Regions from separate parts of the Arachis hypogaea genome. Here region 2 is linked to region 1. Evidence: chromatin contacts called from public Hi-C data. All regions are on one chromosome and are shown on one strand. The core of a region is the stretch at or near the end of the contact, and the rest is flanking DNA. Distances in the headings are between cores, read along the strand shown.

The links. Hi-C and Micro-C count contacts between places; a contact is called where the count stands out from the background.
Region 2: a contact with region 1 is called in a Hi-C map of an unstated tissue, with 7 times the contacts expected there. The contact joins the promoter of LOC112766502 here to the enhancer-like site in region 1. A contact is called at or near these places in 4 of 8 Hi-C or Micro-C datasets (leaf and an unstated tissue).

Annotation. Positions count from the first base shown.
Region 1 is chr17:114,760,886-114,763,719 of arahy.Tifrunner.gnm2.J5K5, forward strand. It overlaps LOC112764442, which reads left to right. Exons shown (of 16, transcript XM_025810036.3): 13 at 1-5; 14 at 265-438; 15 at 542-664; 16 at 846-1,270. The coding sequence ends at 1,007. Among protein-coding and RNA genes, the nearest start is that of LOC112764442, 6.6 kb to the left of the region's middle. Within about 2 kb of position 1,351, at least 2 of the 3 cell types and tissues checked have open chromatin away from gene starts, as enhancers often do.
Region 2 is chr17:115,033,158-115,035,991 of arahy.Tifrunner.gnm2.J5K5, forward strand. LOC112766502 (J domain-containing protein required for chloroplast accumulation response 1) reads left to right here and starts at 1,457. Exons shown (of 9, transcript XM_072223345.1): 1 at 1,457-2,509. LOC112764873 (probable protein phosphatase 2C 55) reads left to right here. Exons shown (of 4, transcript XM_025810685.3): 4 at 670-1,286. The coding sequence ends at 966.

The DNA.
Region 1 (2,834 bases), core at 101-2,600:
GTGAGGTAATATTATATTTTTGTTGTTCTTGTTGTTCCCCCCCGTCTTCCCTTTAGTAATAGATATTTAATTTCTTCACGATGTTATCCATTTTTCTGAAACTAAATTTGTCCAATTCTCAAGCTAAGCATCTTAACCTGAATCCTGCTAGAGTTGAATGGGAGAATTCCATGTTTGGTGCATAGTAGATTACGTGTTGCTGTTGTGCTTGTTCTTTATATATGTACTCTCATTTTCTTATTAGAAGGTGGCGTTTTTTTACAGGAATGGTGGACATATGTCTGCATGGGGCCATCAGATCCTCATCCAAATTGGCACCTTGGGATGCGTGGTACTCAACACCGTGCTGTCATGTGGCGTGTGTGGAAGGAGGGTGGCACCGGATTTTTATACTGGGGTGCCAACTGCTATGAGAAGGCAACTGCAGCCAGTGCAGAGGTATCTTAATAGTCTCTTTGTGCTGAATTTGGAAAATAATGGAGCTGTTAGTACTAGTTATACTGTATTGTTATTTTCCTACCAACCGGTCTTATGGAAACAGATAAGATTCAGGCATGGCCTTCCTCCTGGGGATGGAGTTTTATACTACCCTGGTGAGGTTTTCTCAAAATCTCATCAACCAGTGGCTTCTCTTAGGCTAGAGCGCCTGCTTAGTGGCTTGCAGGTAAAGTGCTAACATTTTTCTCGTACTGTAAATTTATTCTCAACTCATGCATTTATCGGAAATACTTCTGCCCTTTCTGTTTTTAACTGATTTCCATGAATGAAGGAGTATTTTCATGGTTTGTCCATCCATGACAGGAATTGATTTTCATTTTCATTCTAATCTTTATGCCTCTTTTTAGGACTTTGAATACCTGAAACTATATGCTTCGAAGTATGGTCGAGAGGAAAGTATTTCGCTTTTGGAGAGGACAGGAGTGTACTTTGGTCCTGAGCGTTACACGGTTGAGCACATGCCGGTCGATGTAATGAGAGGACAAATTTTTAATGCTTGCCGTTCATAAATTATGATGTTACGATGGTCGGATGGTGTATGGTTCCAGACCAACGCTGAAAATTTCAAGGCGTATCTAGCTTTTGAAGATTCCCACTTGGCATGGTGCTGCAATGTCATCTCATCTACACTGTGGATATATTTTCTACATTGTAATTCCTTTTCCTCAATAGACCGCATAATTGGAACTTTGTTCAGTCGGATTGTGATTCTGATATAAATTTGAGAATGGAACGTAATTATGATAGAGAGATCTTTTGTTCCTTGCTGAAATGTGCTCCATTGGTTCGACAGTACATGTTACAAATGATAGCAGTTTAGACAGATTTACTAACAGTTAGGCCCATTTATATTCTCACAAGTTACCGTCATGTTACAAACTTATAATGGGAGGATGAGTACCATACCATATTGTACCCTTTTGTTGTTGATGGTGCGGAAATTTGACATAAGAATATAAGATGTTAGATAATTTCAGAGCGGAGAATAAGAATACCAGGGACTAGTATTTTCAAACGAAAAAATTGGAAAAAATGACTAAATTTTCAAAGTGGTCATTGAGAATCACGTCATATATCGATTTGGTTCTTGATGTTTCTATTCCGCTATTATTGTTTACGAGATTGATCTCTTGGCATTATAGTGGTTTTTCGACTTCTTTTTGACAATGACTCTGCAAACGAAGTGATGAATTGGTACTCCCGATGCCACGATACTAGAGAAACATTGTTTGCTTTTGACGTCTAATGAAAGCAGATACGAAGTCGTTTTAATATATGTTGGTATCTAAAACAATATTCATATGTATCAAAATGATGTTGCATTTATTTTTGTTAGGCATCAAAAGCAAACGCCATCGTTTCACTAGTGTCTAGTGTGATATTAAGAGTGTTTTGCAAGAGGGCCAAGGGACTACTATGCTGTCTGGAAATTAAACCAAATTGGGATATGGTATTGGTGTGGATCTCATGGACCACTCTCAGGATGTAGTCGAAAAAAAAGATTAGTGTTAATTTAAATTTAAAATATATATAAGAGAAAAATATTGGTGACTTAGCATTTGCATTTTGAAATTATTGAATAATAAGGAGTTGAAATTCCATAGCAAAAAAAAAAGATGATAATAGTTAACCAAAAAAGAATAAAAGTTAACCAAAAAAGAAAGGAAAAAAAAAAACAAACAAACAAACGCTTAAAGTCAGAGATGAATCCAAAAATTTGGTAAAGGAGAGACCAAAAATTAAAATTTTGTACAATTAAATAATATATTTGATAATATTAATTAACACTTGTCAAATAAATAAGTTATCTTAGTCGTCCTTATAAATTTTTTTTTTCATTTTAGATCCGATAAGAAAATATAAAAATAATCTATTTTTGATTTTTTTGATTCAATTAATTTGTTTTACTAAGTATTAATGTGACAGTAAGTTATATTTTTATGTTTTATATCATAAAATATATGGCATACAATAATATAAATCAGATGTTCAAATTATATGTATTTAAAATATATTTGTGAATAAAAAATATAAAATATACTCATTTTAATAAATTTATTTAATATGTTATAATTTTAATATCGTGAGAGAAATAAATAGATTTTGAAATTATTTATTTTCATCATTTCATGTACTATTATATATATAGCTTTATTAACATCCAATTAAATATTGATATTATTATAAATATTTAACTATTTTAATATAATAATAGATGTAAAAATTAAGTGAAAAGAAAGTAAAAAAAAAGAAGAAACAACCAAATAAAATAAAAGCAATGTTATTATAAATATTAAAGTACATTTTATAGGATAATAAGTGCAAAAATTAATTGG
Region 2 (2,834 bases), core at 207-2,706, 270 kb after region 1:
TGAAATTATAAGGACCAAAAAAATAATTAAACCTTATAATACTTTATGTGTCGTATTTGATTTGTTTAATCTTTAATCAAGTTTTTAATCCCTTTATTTACAGGATGTATTGATTATAGTGGTTTCTTTAAGTCCTATAGTAGTTTTGTTGATTTACTCTCTGTTCAATGTAGTCCCACAGTCAATTATCATATTAGACTATTATGATGTGCTCTTTAGATATGTTATCTCCGATCAGCTGTAAGTGAGATGTGAAATTTGAAAGTAACTTGCAGCATAAACACCACCAGTTAAAGTAGTCTACTTTAGATGGAAGTTTACTGTAGGCTGTAGGACATTGAAAGATATGGTAAATCCTGGTACTGTGTCTTTAAGAAAGTTGGAGAAATGCAGACAAAGCTTACTACCATTTAAGTATGATCTTGTTAATGCTAGCATATTACTTGCATTCATTATAACAAGCCATTAAAACTTTTGGTGGTTATCTAATTCTTTTCAGACAGTTTTTTATATTTTGTCTCAATTATTCCCTTCTATAACATGCGAATGGCATCCATATCCTTAAGTAGTTCACCATTGCCATAGTCAATAAACTAGTTAATCTTCTTGAATATTTGTTTATCTATGCTTCTTGTTGGACTTTTATGTGGATTGCCTTGTTCATGTCAGGTTTTCACAATTCGTGTTGCTCTTGGTGATGTCATAGTCGCTGGTACGGATGGGTTGTTTGACAACTTGTATAATAATGATATCACGGCAGTGGTGGTTCATGCCAAAAGAGCTGGCTTAAGCCCTCAGGCAACGGCTCAGAAAATAGCTGCACTGGCACGCCAACGGGCACAGGACAAAGACCGGCAGACGCCTTTTTCAACTGCTGCTCAAGATGCTGGGCTCCGTTACTATGGTGGCAAGCTTGACGACACAACAGTTATCATTTCATATATTACCGGCTCTGAAGATGCCTAAAATCCAATCCAGTTCTCTTGTACATACTCTTTTTGTCCTCATGCGCACCATGCAGCATATGTGATTATTATAAATAAAAGGTTTAAACATTGTTACCCTCCAGGAAATGATGTTAGTGACAACCAATTCAGAAATGTAGGTCCGAATTTAAAGTTTTGACCGTCCAAATTTTGTTTGTAAGCAACCAGCCTCTTAAGTTGGATGTTGTTTTGCTTGGTTGTTGGTTTTGGCACTGAGCAGGAAAGTGTGACAAGCATTCAAATTGAAATAATGTAAATGAGAGTTCAGGTTCCTTGAGTAATGAATGAGCCTTTGCAATAGTTTGGCGCTTGTTGCGAATGTATTATCGATTTTTCTCTGGCACGATTGGCTCTTTTCCCGAACCATATGTTCTGGTATTGCATGGGCCCCTTATCTTCGTGCCTAATCAGGAATCCCGTGATGGATGCGTTTCATCTACGTATATCGGAGGTTACGGAAAATCTGAATTACTGAAAAATTATTGAAAATAAGAAACTTTGAACTAGTGAAATGAATGCATAAATATATAACAAAAATTATATGAAGAGTGCTACGTGGGGCCAAAATTTCATATTTTTCTCTTGTGACATCGGTTCCTATTCCTAATGCCAACTCTTGAATAGCCAAAAATATGATAGGAAGAGACAAAATCAGAGAAGTGGCAGAGGGTGTGGTGGCCGCATTGAAAATTTTAAGCGAGAGGGGATTTAATTAGTATCCCAAAGAAGAATTGAGGGAAAAGATTTCTTCAAAAAGGCATGGAGTAGAGTGGTCGAGTTATCAGCATCACTTTTTTATAGTTTTGTTTCTATCCTTTAAAGTATTATCCCAAGTCACTCATATCTTGTGGCTTGCCAATGGCAATTGGTCTTCGGCGCACCTTCTCTGTCGTATTGTGGTAGTTACTTCCCTTTCAGAATTCGTGCCTGTTCTCGTCTGTGTCTCTGATTCATAGCAGGCAGAGGCAGTTACAGTTCAAAACAAACTTTCCATTACCCTCCGCTGCGTTCCACGTTTTCCCGCCAATTTTTAATCCTGAATTAGTTGACAGTTATTATTAATTATTAATAATAATGGAGAGGTTTTACTCCTCTTCTTATTCTTCACAACAAGGGGAAAGCGGTTTCTACACGAGTCCAAGCACGCCAAGCAGAAACTCCGATGTGGATTTCAACGATGTGTTCGGAGGGCCGCCACGGCGGTCTTCCATTAACAGCGAGATTCGGCATAGCCTCAGCTACAGCAGGTTGCAGGATTTGAGTCAAGAAGGAGAAGGAGAAGAAGGCGAGGCTCCAAGTTCGTGTGCGTGGCGTCCTGAGCGGGAGAGACCAGTGTTTGGAGGGGAAGATTTCGTGAATCGGAGGCGTTATTCAAACAAGAACAGTGACTTCTACGATGATATATTCAGAGGCGATGAGTCTCCGATCAGGAATAGGGATCAGAGTCAAAGCCCTTTCCCCAGCAGAGTTTTGAGCCCTTCTCTTGCTGACCCTCTCTCCTCTTCTCTACCTTCGAACTTCAGGTTTTCCTCATTAACCTATCCTTCTCGTGCGGATTATTGATGATTTTTAACAAACTCATAAAATTGAATCCAAATTACGGATTAGTTAATCATCACTATTGTTCCCTATTTGAGTCTCTCCTTCAGTAAGCAATTTTGAATTAGAAACACTGTTGTAATCGTTTATTGTGTGGGATGATATCTGTGTTTTGAACTTTTAAACTAACTGTGGGGGATAGGATAGCAACGTTACCCGGACGCGCGGTACCCACTCTCCCCTATCCGGTCCAAGTGGGGTAATTACCCGACCCAGTCTAGGGCGGACAGGGTCGAATTTAAAAAGTAC